Regions from separate parts of the Mus musculus genome. Here regions 2, 3 and 4 are each linked to region 1. The links are chromatin contacts, called in public HiChIP or PLAC-seq and promoter capture Hi-C maps. All regions are on one chromosome and are shown on one strand. Each heading gives the region's core, a stretch centred on a gene start, on an enhancer-like site or on the middle of the called end of the contact. The rest is flanking DNA. Distances are from core to core; before and after follow the strand shown. Region 1 holds the start of Ndufa12 (NADH:ubiquinone oxidoreductase subunit A12). Region 2 has its middle 20 kb from the start of Mir331. Region 3 has its middle 3.9 kb from the start of Gm32827. Region 4 overlaps Vezt (vezatin, adherens junctions transmembrane protein).

Evidence for each region. Promoter capture Hi-C pulls out the DNA fragments that hold promoters and counts their contacts. HiChIP or PLAC-seq counts read pairs in DNA pulled down with a chosen protein or histone mark.
Region 2: an H3K4me3 HiChIP or PLAC-seq map of bone marrow-derived macrophages shows a contact between it and region 1, with 4 times the contacts expected there. The contact joins the enhancer-like site here to the promoter of Ndufa12 in region 1. A contact is called at or near these places in 7 of 39 promoter capture datasets (the 3T3-L1 cell line, cranial neural crest, embryonic stem cells and 2 more), 2 of 484 Hi-C or Micro-C datasets (the N1E-115 cell line and nephron progenitors), 2 of 115 datasets of contacts at active chromatin or transcription factors (both in bone marrow-derived macrophages) and 1 of 9 other capture datasets (liver).
Region 3: a contact with region 1 is called in a promoter capture Hi-C map of hippocampal neurons, with 2.5 times the contacts expected there. The contact joins the enhancer-like site here to the promoter of Ndufa12 in region 1. A contact is called at or near these places in 2 of 39 promoter capture datasets (hippocampal neurons and pre-B cells), 4 of 115 datasets of contacts at active chromatin or transcription factors (bone marrow-derived macrophages, large pre-B cells, microglia and 1 more) and 1 of 9 other capture datasets (pancreatic islet).
Region 4: a promoter capture Hi-C map of liver shows a contact between it and region 1. The contact joins the enhancer-like site here to the promoter of Ndufa12 in region 1. A contact is called at or near these places in 8 of 39 promoter capture datasets (the 3T3-L1 cell line, embryonic stem cells, frontonasal cranial neural crest and 4 more), 4 of 484 Hi-C or Micro-C datasets (Sertoli cells, bone marrow-derived macrophages, embryonic stem cells and 1 more), 2 of 115 datasets of contacts at active chromatin or transcription factors (astrocytes and bone marrow-derived macrophages) and 3 of 9 other capture datasets (adipose tissue, liver and macrophages).

The regions. Positions count from the first base shown.
Region 1 is chr10:94,197,095-94,200,698 of GRCm38.p6, forward strand. It overlaps Ndufa12 (NADH:ubiquinone oxidoreductase subunit A12), which reads left to right and starts at 1,941. Exons shown (of 4, transcript NM_025551.4): 1 at 1,941-2,036; 2 at 2,856-2,938. The coding sequence starts at 1,951. Nr2c1 (nuclear receptor subfamily 2, group C, member 1) reads left to right here. Exons shown (of 14, transcript NM_011629.3): 14 at 1-120.
Region 2 is chr10:93,942,480-93,946,083 of GRCm38.p6, forward strand. No RefSeq gene overlaps it. Among named protein-coding and RNA genes, the nearest start is that of Mir331, 20 kb to the right of the region's middle. Within about 2 kb of position 1,957, at least 79 of the 459 cell types and tissues checked have an H3K27ac peak or open chromatin away from gene starts, as enhancers often do. A contact at or near this core is called in bone marrow-derived macrophages and liver, where this site is marked.
Region 3 is chr10:94,428,592-94,432,195 of GRCm38.p6, forward strand. It overlaps a transcript of Tmcc3 not described here. Among named protein-coding and RNA genes, the nearest start is that of Gm32827, 3.9 kb to the left of the region's middle. Within about 2 kb of position 1,775, at least 2 of the 459 cell types and tissues checked have an H3K27ac peak or open chromatin away from gene starts, as enhancers often do. A contact at or near this core is called in hippocampal neurons, where this site is marked.
Region 4 is chr10:94,009,156-94,012,759 of GRCm38.p6, forward strand. All of the region lies in intron 1 of Vezt (vezatin, adherens junctions transmembrane protein), which reads right to left. Among named protein-coding and RNA genes, the nearest start is that of Vezt, 25 kb to the right of the region's middle. Within about 2 kb of position 1,611, at least 7 of the 459 cell types and tissues checked have an H3K27ac peak or open chromatin away from gene starts, as enhancers often do. A contact at or near this core is called in astrocytes and liver, where this site is marked.

The DNA of each region.
Region 1 (3,604 bases), core at 691-3,190:
ATTCACCAAAAAAAAAAAAGTGTCCTAATGGTTATTTCTTTGAGATATTTTTCCTGATGAAATTTGTAGTTACATTGGGAAGTCTTTTTAAAACTGTATTAAAATGTGACTTGCATTACAAATTTCTGTATCCTGTCAATGTATTTTATTTCAATGACCTATTTATTTGGTGATTGGATGCCCTCTGCGTCATAGGGCATCCCAGTGGGAGAGCTTGTGCTTAGGTTAGCATTTACAAGGCCCTAGGTTCAGTCTCCAGCAGTAGAAGGGAGAAAAATCATATAAGCATTTTAAGAACAAAAATAATGGCAAGATGGCTTAGAGGGTCAGAGCACTTTCTGTGGAAATGCAGCTATCTGAGTTCAGTCTCTTTCCTTTGTGCTCCCCACACACACATGGAGTTTAAGATTATATAAACAAAGAAAACCTGCATCGATTTGAATAAGTACATAAAGCATAGAGAATATGATTTAACTAGTTTACTGTTACATCTGTGTAACAGTACATTTACATGTACATATACATATAAAATGTAGTCAAGAAGCAAGAGCATCAAGTCTAGGTAATAGTTGGGAAGGGAGGAGGAAGGTGCAAACGGGGAAGGATATAGAAGGGGCTTCAAAACTATTGGCAGTATGTCAAGCATCAAGGTTTTGCGGTTAGCCACCCCAAACCTACCAGTTAGAAGTGTGCATTTTCACATGAATGTATAATACAGACAGAGGTGGTCAGGGACAACCTATCTCCATTCAGTCAGAACAGGGGTCTGGCAGAAATCATGGGTTTAAATCTCTGTAGTCACTGAGTATTAGTGGCTGTTAGCTGGGACTTGCAGTGGGACAGAATCTGGGCATGGCCAGAGTCTCTCTGTTCTGCTCCTTACTGCCTACTGGCTGTGTTCTAAGGGAAAGAGCTGGAGGCCAATTTGCCTTCTATCCTGCTATCAGAAGTCTCCTGTGACTCCCCTGCATTCTAGTCATCAAAAAACATACATATTGTGAGGAATATGTAAAGACACACAGGGCTTGGAAACAATATGCAAATAACGCAAAATATTTTTAAAATGAAATTAAGAATATTAGCTGCTCTTGCCAAGGACCTGGGTTTGATCTTAGCCTACCTTGCAAGCGTGAGAAAAGAAGTTACAGCTCAGAGCCCATGTAGAAAATTCGGGTATGGTGGCACCTTTGTAGACTCAGTTCCAGGGATGTGGAGGCAGGTGTATTCCCGAGGTTCGCAATCTGGCCAGCCTTGTCGACTTGACACTTAACTATTTTTAATCTTTAATTTTATTAATCCTAGTTTCTTCTTTCTTTTCTTTTCTTTTTCTTTTTTATGGCTAGGGGTTTGCCAGTATTGTTTATTTATTTTATTATTTTGTAAAGCACTAACTCTGTGATGAAGTCTACCTAGTGTCTGTGCTTACACCTTGCAACAATAAAATAACAAATCCTTCAGGTATTTTACTTAATCTTATTCTTTGCAATTCTTCATCACTCATCTACCAGCATACCGACGCTTAATGAATTCAAAATCATACGCACTCTGTATTAAATGTACAATACCGCTGTGGGGTCAGTAATGCATTTCTTAGCTTCTAGTGCTATAAGGAATTTTTGGAATGTGCGTCATCGTTGTCTGGAGGAAGAAACTTATTTCGACAGGAGAAACTCCCATCTGGGAAAGCTTTGCTTGGCGTACTTCTCCCCGCAGGGTCGCTTTCTGGGTACAGCCTCCGAAAACATTAATTTCACCTTTAGGAAGACACCAACCTGTACTGTAAAACCCCAGATAATCCTCCCTGCGCGACCTCCAGCTCTGCGCCTGCGTAGAACGACCTCCGCGGCCGGTTGACGAGCAGGAACCTCCAAACGGTGGCGCCTTGAGTATCTCGTCTTCCGCCCGGCGGGTTTTACCCGAACACGGAAGGGGCGGACCATGCAGATGAGAATGGAGCTGGTGGAGGTCCTGAAGCGCGGCGTGCAGCAGGTCACCGGCCACGGCGGCCTGCGGGGCCTCCTACGGGTTTTCTTCAGGTAGGAGGCCAGGGCTAGACCCTGGGTCTCTGGGGACGCACCTCCGCTGGCTGCTTTCCTGGAAAGGAGCTCAGATTAGATCACTTTGGAGGTCCAGGGATCCGGTCAAGGACAAGTTCAGTCCCAAGAGTTGAGTTCCTTGGACTGAGACGTCTCTGGGCCCTACTCAGCCCCTAGTGGCGGAGCTGTGACGCAGGTGCTAGGGTAGCCGGGATGCTCCGGGCTCGAGTCCTGGGGTGTAATGAGGCTTAGCATAGCAACCCCTCTACCCCTCACGGTGACCTTGGGCAAGTTTTCCTCTGCACTGTGTACAGTAAGAAGTTGAAGGTGGCGATCATGCTAGTCCCGATTAGCCCCATAAATCGCAGCAAATCCGGAGGACCAGTGAATAATCCAGGGGACACTCGTAATACGAAGATGATGAAGTACTTTGACTGCCTGAAGGTTTTGCTAACTTAGTGTCTCAGGGTGCACGTATCTACATACGTGGACCGTAGCTGGAAAGTAGTGTTTTATATGCAATCTAAGCACATCAGTTGTTTGGTTGATTACCCCCCCCACACACACACACCTGTCTGCATGCTGCTGGGACAACACAGGAGACTCCAGAGCTCTTTGCCAGAAAGTTAATTCGTGAGCGTTGAGTGGCAAGAGCCTTCGGCTGAAGGCTAGAGGTGTACAAGCAGCGAGCATCCCCCGTAGCATCTCGTTCTTGTGTCGATGCAGAAACAGTCGGTGGTACGGTCTGTTTCTGGGTTTGTCTTGAACAGTGTGAATCATTCTGAGATGCCTTTTTTTTCCTCTGTGTACTTCTTAAAGGGCAAATGATATAAGGATTGGTACACTGGTGGGAGAAGACAAATATGGAAATAAATACTACGAAGACAACAAGCAATTTTTTGGTGAGTGCAGTATTTTCTTTTTCTTTTATTTTTTTAAGATTTATTTTATTATTATATGTAAGTACACTGTAGCTGTCTTCAGACACCCCTGAAGAGGGTGTCAGATCTTGTTACAAATGGTTGTGAGCCACCATGTGGTTGCTGGGGTTTGAACTCAGGACCTCTGGAAGAGCAGTCGGTGCTCTTAACCGCTGAGCCATCTCTCCAGCCCAGTATTTATAGATTTTGTGTGTGTGTGTGTGTGTGTGTGTGTGTGTGTGTGTGTGTGTGTGTGTGTATAAATGGATGGGGTTAGGATTCAGAGTCTAGTTTTGACATCATGCATGAACAGATACTAAGTGACTTGGAACGGAAAACTCAATAGGAAATTTAAAACGTGGGCAGAGGGGATGGCTCAGCCAGTTTGGGCACCTGCCACCATACATAGTGACCTGAAGTACACCCTTCAACGACCCCAGACCTCATCTTTCAGGTGAAGAAGCCAAGCCATCTATCACCTCATACTATTCTGTAGAGGTGTGTAAGCCAGACTTATGTGGCTGCAAGTTGGTGCCCCAGACGTTTGCATCTTATTCTGTAACATTTTCTTTTTTTTTTTTTTTTTTTTTTTTTTTTTTTTTTTTTTTTTGAGACAGGGTTTCTCTGTGTAGCCCTGGCTGTCCTGGA
Region 2 (3,604 bases), core at 707-3,206, 250 kb before region 1:
TCCCTCTACCATAGAATATGAGCAGTGAAAGCTACCCATCTTCCAATATTCTCTAGTGCTGTGCCTATGGCAGGCACCACTAATACATTTTTCTTTTCAACTGAGTCCGATGTGGATCCTGAAAGCCTCTTCTGCTCTGAGCGGCTCTACCAGTTGAACTCAGTAGCTGTGTGCAAAGCCTTAGGATTTTCTCAATGTCTTTATCACTCTGACTTCCTCCCCGGCAAACATTCAATCGCTTCTGCTCATATGGGGGCCTTTGTTGTCTCCCACGTCATCTCTATCTGGTTTTATTGCTTCTGGTCTTGGTCCCTCCAATATTTCCTACTTATTTATTTTTTTTATATCTTTCTTTTTTTTTAATTAGGTATTTTCCTCGTTTACATTTTCAATGCTATCCCAAAGGTCCCCCATACCCACCCCCCCAATCCCCTACCCACCCACTCCCCCTTTTTGGCCCTGGCGTTCCCCTGTACTGGGGCATATAAAGTTTGCAAGTCCAATGGGCCTCTCTTTGCAGTGATGGCCGACTAGGCCATCTTTTGATACATATGCAGCTAGAGACAAGAGCTCCGGGGTACTGGTTAGTTCATATTGTTGTTCCACCTATAGGGTTGCAGTTCCCTTTAGCTCCTTGGGTAATTTCTCTAGCTCCTCCATTGGGGGCCGTGTGACCCATCCAATAGCTGACTGTGATCATCCACTTCTGTGTTTGCTAGGCCCCGGCATAGTCTCACAAGAGAGAGCTATATCTGGGTCCTTTCAGCAAAATCTTGCTAGTGTATGCAATGGTGTTAGCATTTGGAAGTTGATTATGGGATGGATCCCTGGATATGGCAATCACTAGATGGTCCATCCTTTCGTCACAGCTTCAAATTTTGTCTCTGTAACTCCTTCCATGGGTGTTTTGTTCCCATTACAGGGTGTTCTTGTAGGGATAATCTCTTATGCATTTGTAAAAACACCATTTGTCAATAAAAAAATTGCTAGCCAATTAGTTTTGAGGCAGGATTAGAACGTGGGACATCTGGCGGGGGCGGGGGGGGGAGAGACTAATTCTGGGAAATAGTCATGTGGGAGGATTTGCCACTCGGGCTCGGAGGAAGTCGGTCTTATGAACTGAGGAGAGGTAACCAGCCATTTGGCAGACATAGAATAATAGGATGATTGAGTTGCGAGCTAGTCGGGGAACAAGCCTAGCTTAAGGCCTAGGTCTTTATTAATAAATAATAAGCCTGCAAGTTCTTTTTTTTTCCCATTTTTTATCAGGTATTTAGCTCATTTACACTTCCAATGCTATACCAAAAGTCCCCCATATCCACCCACCCCCACTCCCCTGCCCACCCACTCCCCCCCCCTTGGCCCTGGTGTTCCCCTGCACTGGGGCACACAAAGCCCGCAAGTCCAATGGGCCTCCCCTTCCAGTGATGGCCGACCAGGCCATCCTTTGATATATATGCAGCCAGAGTCAAGAGCTCCGGGGCACTGGCTAGTTCATAATGTTGCTCCACCCATAGGGTAAGCCTGCAAGTTCTTATTCAGGAACTGGGACATGGGTGGAAAAGACCACAGTTACGTGTTCTTTAAACACACGGACATGACCGTGCCGTTCTCCTACTTAGCCTCTACAGCAGTGGTTCTTAACCCTTTTAATGCTGCAACCCTTTAATACAGTTCCTCATGGTGTGGTGCTCCACCCCCCATAAGAATCATTTCATTACTACTTCATAACTGTAATTGTCTTACTGTTATGAATTGTAATGTTAGTATCTCATATGCAGTTCCTGAAGGGGTTGTGACACACAGACTGAGAACTGCTGCTCTAAGACCTTCCCTTTGGATCCAGTGGAAGTTCCCACTGCTTGGCTCCCACGCTAACCCCAGAACTATGCTGAGGGGTGAATCAGAGCTTGAAAGGCTTGCCCTTCATCAGACTAAGCCTGCAAACGCCAAAGGCCTGGAGTCTGGCAAAGCACCAGCTGCTCCTGGTGAGTTGTCTTTAGGGCGCTGCCCTCGGGGAGCCCTAAATAGCTTCCTGGGAGTGTGTCATCGTTTGTTTATGGGTCTGGTGGCCCTGTCTGAAACCTAGTAGGGAAAAATACCATGTCTTTGAATGAATGAGAAGCTAGAAAGCTTGACTTCCCACAAGGATTTCCTGGTCGCTCCCCCCCCCCCCCCTTCACACACCAGAACGATTTGCATCTGCCTGGGCTTCTCCTTCCCTTTGCCTACTCATACAGAGCAAAACTCAAGACTGCACAGCCCACCTTAGGAGTCGGCACGGACATTACTGGAGTGACGCAGGTCAGGTCTCACTTTTAAGAAGTGCATGCACATAAGCTAGCGAGGAAATAGCCATTTCCAACCAAGTAGAACCACTCCGTAAGTAAAATAGCCTCATCCAAGTTTCTAGAGAGGGCAAAGCTAACATACAGTGACAGATAGGCCAAACTGTGGGACTAATAGATGCCCACGATGGGTCAGGAGCTGAAGCAAGCGCGGTTTCCTTGCTGGACATTTCTAGTCATTTTATGAGTTCCGTATCCCTTAAAAGAAACAAACAAACAAAATAGGATATTTGTTTCATTTCTTACATTACACAAGTAAAGTAATATATAGTATTCCCTTAGGTAAAACTATGAAAATGTGTATTAATCAGTCAATCCCCTTTTTGTAAGTAAGAGAAGCAGAGTAATTTGCCTGAGGCCACACAGGCAAGTAGTGGAACCCAGGTTTGAACTCCGGCTGCTTTCAAAGTTCACAGTTTACTTCACTAGGCTATTTTACTTGAGGAGTGATTCACTAATGATCACCCAGCTCCTGTCAGCCTATTAGACCCTGGGAATCTTGGCAGAGGAGATGGTTGAGAGGAAACACACATCCTGGTTAAGTTGTACTCACCTGACATCTAGATCCAAGGCTTCTCAGCTGAATGAAGTTAGTTTAGTTCCTGACAGGGGGAAAGTGGACAACTCACCCACTCCTGACCCTCTGAAACAACCAGGTTCCTATTTAAACCCTGGCTGTCAAGCCGAGAGAAGGTTTACACTTCAGCCTGCTGAACTGTCTCTCTGTCCACTGGGTGACAGTGTTGATCCATTGGAAATAAACGTGTCTTGTCCTTGAGCCAGAAAACTCCAGGCCCCTAAAAAGGGAAGACTGCAGGCAGATGGTGTTTGGAGGGTCAGCTGGATAGGCACAGCTTCATGTCGGCTCTTAGAATGAGGCCGAATGGATTTATGTTGTAACTTTCAGTGGAAAATGTGTGTGTGTGTGTGTGTGTGTGGGAGGAATCATCTGTTATCCCATTAAGATTCAATTTCTTTGAAGATAGATAAGATCGTCACAGTAAATGAACCTACACTTTTCTAATAGTTTAATGAAGGCAGGAAGTTTGCAGAGCTCACTGTGGACACTGAGCTGACAGTCCACGTCAGCTGCCCGTCTTGGTGAGGGAGGATTTATTCTCCAGGCACGTATGCATCTGCTACAATACCATTTGTCACCCCAGGGCTCCCAGGAGGAACATGACTGTCACTAGGGAATGTTATTGCCAAACCTCCAGGTCACAGGTTTACACTGGTCTGTTTGTTCTATTGATCCC
Region 3 (3,604 bases), core at 525-3,024, 230 kb after region 1:
AAATGTACCCTGCTCTCAGAGATCCAAACTGTAATATGGGGACTCTTATTCAGTTTGTCCTATTTAAAAAAAAAAAAAAAAAAAAAAAAAGCCTGCAATGCCCATGCTGGCACCAGATGGGGGCAGGCAGATCCCTGAAGATCATTGGCCAGCTGGCCCGGCCAAATTCATAAGCGTCAGGTTTGGTGAAAAATCCTGTCTCAAAAATAAAGGTGAGGAGCCGGAGAGCCAGCTCAGTGCTTAGGAGAGCCTGCTGCTCTGACAGAGGAGTTGGCTTCATTTCCCAGTGCCCACAGCTCATAACCACCTGTAACTCCAGCTCCTAGATACCTTCTATCATCTTCTTTCAGGCACACACACACACACACACACACACACACACACACACACACACACAGGCACAGATGCACATATGTGTACACACGCACACAGTCTTTTAAAAGAAATAGGCAAACACGGAGAGTAATTGAAGAAATTATATGACATTGACCTCTACACACATGCACAATACACATGTGCACATACAGTCACACATACACTTATATACCTATGCACTGGTTAATTTTATGTCAACTTAGCAGAAGCTATAGTCATCTGAGAGGAGGGAACCTTAATAAAACAAAACAAAACAAAACAAAACAAAACAAAACAAAACACTGCCTTTATAAGATTGGGCTGTAGGATGGTTTGGGCCACCCTTGGGCTAGTGGTCCTGGGTTCCATAAGAAAGCAGGCTGAGCAAGCCATGAAGAGCAAGCTAGTAACCACTACTCCTCCATGGCCTCTGCCAGGTTCTGCCTCCAGGTTCCTGCCTAGTTTGAGTTCCTGCTGTGACTTCCCTCAATGGACTATGGCATGTAAGCAAAATAAATCCCCAAGTTGCTTTTGATCATACATAGTATACATAGCAATATATGCTATGTCATGGTATCTCAACGTAGCAATAGTAACCATAACTGGGACAACTCACATGAACATGTATATCCACCTTATAACAATACACAACAAGTGTGTGTATGTATACACAAATGTATGTATATACATATATATATGTATGTATGTATATACACATACATGTATGTGTGTGGATATATATATATATATATATATATATATATATATATATATATATCTCCAAGGGAAGGCTTAACTGGGGACCAAAGAGCCAGAAGGTGCTGATAACATAATTGAACATGATCTAAAGGCAGCCGATCACATGCCTGTCTGTGTTCCATACGGCAATCTCCTGCCTCTTGGGTGGAGCTAGAAACAGCTGAGCTGTCTCCACAGTGGGCAGGTTCTAGATCAACTTACCCATCTTTCACTGGTCTTTGCCAAGGTGTCTGAAATGGGGAGTTCTTGTATGTAAGGCTGGAGAAGGACACGTGTGTGCCGTGTGGGAACAAACTCAGGATTCAGCTGGTGGAAGAGAAGGTGGAGTGTGTGTGCCCCAGAACAACCGGCAGCCTCGGCGGCCATCCTGCTTTGGCATCCCATGCTGGTCCACATTTCATGGTGCAACAGACTGGTTGCTTCCTGGTACCCACACACATTGCTAATTGTGGAGGATGCTCAGTCTCTATGGTGACGTTGCCTAAGGTTCAGACTCTCAAGTATAACCTTCTGTCCTGGATGCTCTGTTGGGAACGTTTGGTTGCAAACCACAGAAAAGTCCAAGAACAGTGACTGAAACAAGCAGGGGTGTATTTCTCTAACGTGATGGCAGATCTGGAGATAGGCTAGTTCAGATCCTCATCAGAGCCACTCAACACTCTGGTTTCCGTTGTCATGGTAATACCAGGTGGCTTAAGTCCCAGCCATTGGGTCTATGTTGAAAGGGGTGGGAAGAGCTTTCCTCATCAACTGTATCTTCTTTTATTAGGAAATAACAAAACAGATGTTTACTCGGGTTTATTTTTTTCCTTCACCAGAACCATCGTACATGGCCATCGGCAACTTCAAGGGGGCCGAGAAGAGTATATTGAACAAGGCATATTAGCATCCTGAATAAAATCGGGATGATGTTAATGAGAAAAGAAGGAATGAAGGTTAGTGAACCCCACCCTCAGGGGTCCTCCATATTCCCACCAGCCGGCTGAGTACTTGCCCTGTTTACTGCTGCGAAAATCCCCTTAGCACTGCTCTTTCCTCTTTCCGCTCTTGACATTCAAATGCACTCCACCACTCTTCTACAAACCACTTTCAGCTAAGTGCAGCTCTCACTGGATAACCTTGACTCTGAGCAGCGGGGGCAAGGGATTGGTGGGATTGTATTCTGAAAAAAAAAAAACGCAAAAAAAAAAAAACATAAAACAGTCTCTCCTATTAGTTTTTCCACTCTTGAGCAATTTAATCAGACACTTATAATGTGTATGCAGATTGGGCTAATCTTCTGCTAATCACAATCGTGAGCCTGGGTGGGCGTGTTCAATGTGTCAGTGACTGGCTATGTACATGGAGACCCTGTTCCTCTCTTTAATGGTTATATTGGCAATCCTTCTCGATAGTTCAGTTTTATGATACAAATTTACTGGGATTAAACTCAAGCAGCTCATGTAAAATTAATTTTCGTTCCACTTCGGTTCCGATCACTAATTGGTTGAAGCCCAGTGCACAGTTCTCTCTCTGCTACCCTCCTGGTCCTTGGTTAGTAACACTTGCTGTTTTGATTTTGCTCTCTACTGCAACTGTGTGTGCTCGAAGGATGTGAATCGTGTCTGCCTTGACTACTATCTGTTTACTAAGGGCCTGGCCCAAGTAAGCACCAGTTAATTTTTTTATTTGCCACATCAGCTTGTATTAATAATCCAAATGGTAACCAATAAGTAATGTAAAAATAAATGAGATTAATGTGTGTGTATGGATGTATGTGAGTGTATACATACGGGTGTGTGTGTGTGTGTGCATGCACGCCCACTGAGCAAGCTCATGTGTGTATACTGCAGAGCTACAGCAGCTAACAGGAATACCAGTTATCAAATAGAAATCTGGGTCCTTACTATAGAAGAGAAAAAACATATATTACATACATGTATCCAAATGACTCTTGTCACACTCCATTGTATGTCAGCTGCAGAGTGTCTCAGCAGACCACTGTCCGCATGTATAGCATGTTTTATGTAAAGAGAAAACTCCTACAAATTAGGCCTCCTGGTGTGTTTAAACATGTAGGCTCTGTGTGGCTATTCTGTAATCCCACCCGGACCACATTCACATTTTACAGACCAAGGAGGGACCTTGAAAGAGAGTGGTTGCAGTTCCTGGTCCCAACTCCCCAGGGGATTGTTGTAGCCATGATTTTGGTCTGAACCTGTCCCTCTCCTGCCTCTGGGTCCCTGGGAAGGAGTCTACACCTTAGTGTTCTATCTGCAAACTCTGAGGCTGTGCAGAAGCAATGCTGGAAAGGACCACAGAGACAGGCAGGTCTAGAGGAAGTGCCCGGGCCACCTTAGCAGATGTGTGTCCAGCTGTATCCACCCTCCCGGCTCTGTGTAGCCCGTGTATGTTTACATTTCACTTAGTCAGTAACCGGTTTTATGTTCTGTTGTCTCTTCTCCGTGTGCTCACTGGACACTCTATGGGACAACCGTGATGCATTGTGGGA
Region 4 (3,604 bases), core at 361-2,860, 190 kb before region 1:
AAAAATAAACACATTTTTTAAAAGCCTTGATTCCATTCCATGAGATACGCAAATCTTTTTTTTTTTTTGTTTTGTTTTGTTTTTTGGGTTTTTTTGTTTGTTTGTTTGTTTGAGACAGAGTTTCTCTGTTTAGCCCTGGCTGTCCTGGAACTCACTCTGTAGACCAGGCTGGCTTCGAACTCAGAAATCCACCTGCCTCTGCCTCCCAAGTGCTGGGATTAAAGGCGTGGGCCACCACTGCCCAGCTGAGATACCCATCTTAAAAAGGCGCATGCCTTTAATCCTAGCACTTGGGAGGCAGAGGCAGGTGGATTTCTGAGATTGAGGCCAGCCTGGTCTACAGAGTGAGTTCCAGGACAGCCAGAGCTACACAGAGAAACCCTGTCTGGAAAAAAAAAAAACAAAAACAACAACAAAAAAAAACCTGTCAATCAGTGTTAGAGACACAGCTCCAAAACCAGCAACAGAGCTGCCAGCTAAAGTAGGGAAGAGAGACACAAACTCTCCAAATGCACTCTAGTTTACTCAGCAACAGCAAAGGATGGAAATCTTGGGTGCTCATGTGCCATGGTGGACATTCTCAGAGGGTCAGGGCAAGGAAAGAGCTTTTTGTTTTTGTTTTTTTAAAGATTTATTTATTTATTTTATGTATATGAGTACACCACTGCTCTCTTCAGACACACCAGAAGAGGGCATCAGATCCCATCACAGATGGTTGTGAGCCACCATGTGGTTGCTGGGAATTGAACTCAGGACCTCCGGAAGAGCAGTCATTGCTCTTAACTGCTGAGCCATCCCTCCAGCTCAAGGAAATGTTTTTAAGGGCCAAATGAACCACTGGCTCAGGGGCAGGTGGAAGGAGCTAATTTTTTTCATTGGAGCTCTGGCTGTTGCTACTGGAGGGTCTGTATAGAACTGACAGAGCCAGAAAACGTCCTTTTAGGGCATAGCCCTCTTTGGCAGTAACTGTTACTGTCAGGCATGCGCCTGGCAGACAAAGGAGCTCCAGGAAAGGTTTGACTTGGGTTTGCATGAGTCACTCATTTGCTACAGACAACTTTGACACAACAAACTTTGTGACAAAACCTTAAGTATCTGACTTGTCCTATCTCACTGACTGCTCTATGGGGCATTCTCAATGTATCATTATTAATGTTATTCCCTTATCTAGATGATACAACATATCTACTCAGCCAGAAGGATGGGACTGAATAAAGAATTTGACCACAAAGCCAACACTCTGAAATATTACAGTAAATGAGCACTGAGAAACATTTTATTAGCTCTCTAAATCAGTCAGTCTCAACCTTTAGACCGTGACCCCTTTGGGGGTTGAATGACCCTTCTACAGGGGTTACCCAAGACCTTAGGGAGATGCAAATATTTACACTACAATTCAAAACAGAAGCAAAATTACAATTATGAAGTAGCAATGAAAATAATTTTATGTTGGGAGTCACCACAACATGAGGAACTGTATTAAAGGGTTGCAACATTAGAAAGGTTGGGAACCACTGGTCTAAATGAAGACGACACTAAAGAAGCTTTATCCAGAGAAAACAGACAATTACAGAACTGTGTGAGATGTTATGCAAACAGGAGAGATGCCTAACTTAGCGTCAGTTTCCTTTGGATTCTATTCTTGAGTTCTGAATGTGATGGAACCCAGTGTGCAAGACTGGGAACATGAGACAAAGGCTTTTTCATTTCACTTTTAAGAAAAATATCTTAAACAGTATAAAGAAAAGGGTTTCTTATTTCCTTATTCAACTGTTAAATTTCCAACAGTACATATGGTTAATTTTCTTTGATGCAAGGGCTTTCTAATACAGCACTAGCTGGTGGGCCTAGAACTCCCTAGTGCTAGAATATGAGCATGCACCATCACACTCACCTTCAGCTGTCACTGGCTTTGTAGTGTGTGCTTTTTTATGAAGACAGGGTCTCCTGTAGCACAGACTGGCCTGAACTTGCTATAGAGAAAAGAATGACCTTGACCCTCCTGCTGTTTCCGGTAGTTTGTGTGTTGGGAACAGAACCCAGTGACAGGCAAGCACTTTATCAACTAAGCTATAACTCCAACTTCCAAATGGTTCCTTTTAAAATCGCCTATACTGTTTATTGAAAGAGTGCTTTTCAAGTTGAGCTATGAGCCCTACTCTGCTTTGACTTCAGGGTGCCAAAAGAACACTAGCATATTGTTTGGCTTCATCTTTTGAAAAGTTTATATATTAAAAAAACAAAACCCCTAACTTGTTTTTAGAACCTTTTCTTCACAAGAACTCCCAGGGGCAAGAATAATAAATAAGATGGATCAAAGTGCAGTTACTCTAGAGTTGCAGGCCATATGGTCTCTGGTAGAAGAGTCAAGCCCAATGCTTCAGAGTGAAAGCAATCAGAAACAATGGACACAAACCCAGGAGTGTGGTTATGACCCAACAGAACTTTATCCACAGGGAAATCAGGAATTCCTGCCACTTTCATGTTACAGAATAGAATCATTTTGATACTTTCTCTGATAATTTAAAAAAGGAAAACCATTCTTTGTACAGCAGTCCTTACAAAAAACAAGATGGAGAGAATCTGGCCCAATGGCCCTAACTTACTGCCTCCTCTGCCAGTTATAGTCTCTGCTGAGACCAGCTTTTCTTCTGAGAAGAAGCTTAGCGGGTGGGAGAGAGGACACATCTATAGATGAAATTCCTAGAGTTTCCTATTATATACTTCATTTTTGTGGTTTTCTACTTGTGATTGGCAGTGCAAATCATACCACTTCTGCTCACATATGAACCCAGATCCTGCACGAACACCAAGGCTCTACTCTTTATATTTATCACAGCATTCTAGATTGCAGCTTTATTTTTACTTTTATGCTTCAGTAACTTCTGAGCCAAAAGAAAATATAAAATTCAAATAATAACATACAATTGAAAAGACACCGTTTTTGGTGTAACTGAATGTTAGCCAAGATGAACTGGCCCAGATAGACCTTGTAGCATGGTTTGAAAACACAGAAAACATTTTTTAGTGAAATTATTATTTTACATTAATTTTTTAAAAAAAGATGTATTTTTAAATTTATGTGTATGTGTGTGTGTGTGTGCTTGCTTGAGTTCATATGTACTATGTAAGTGCAGAAACCCTCAGACACCAGAAAGGGACCTGGATGTCTGCGAAGTGAAGCTGCAGATGACTAGGAGGTGCCCTTGGGTGCTAGGAACCTAACCCAGGTCCTCTGCAAGAGAAATAAGTACTTTCACCACTGAGCCCTCTTTCCAGTCCTACATTAATTCTTCAAAAATGTTTGGGGCTAACATGCTCTTTCTGTTTCTTTTAAACTGCTAAATAATCTAGATATTAGTTGATAGCTCTCAAGAAAGCACATTCTCATGAGTGGCTCTCAAAATCAAGATCCCCACAACACAAGCACTGTACCCACGAACTCACCGCAGCTGCAGTTACCTATGCACGGTCAAGTCAACAGGATGGGTCACACTGGACAGGCAGCACTAACTGAACCAGTGTGTTACTAACAACAACAAAGAAGACATAAAAGGGTTGGGGGGACCTAGGGGAGAGGAAGGAGTGAGTTGGGGTGTAAATG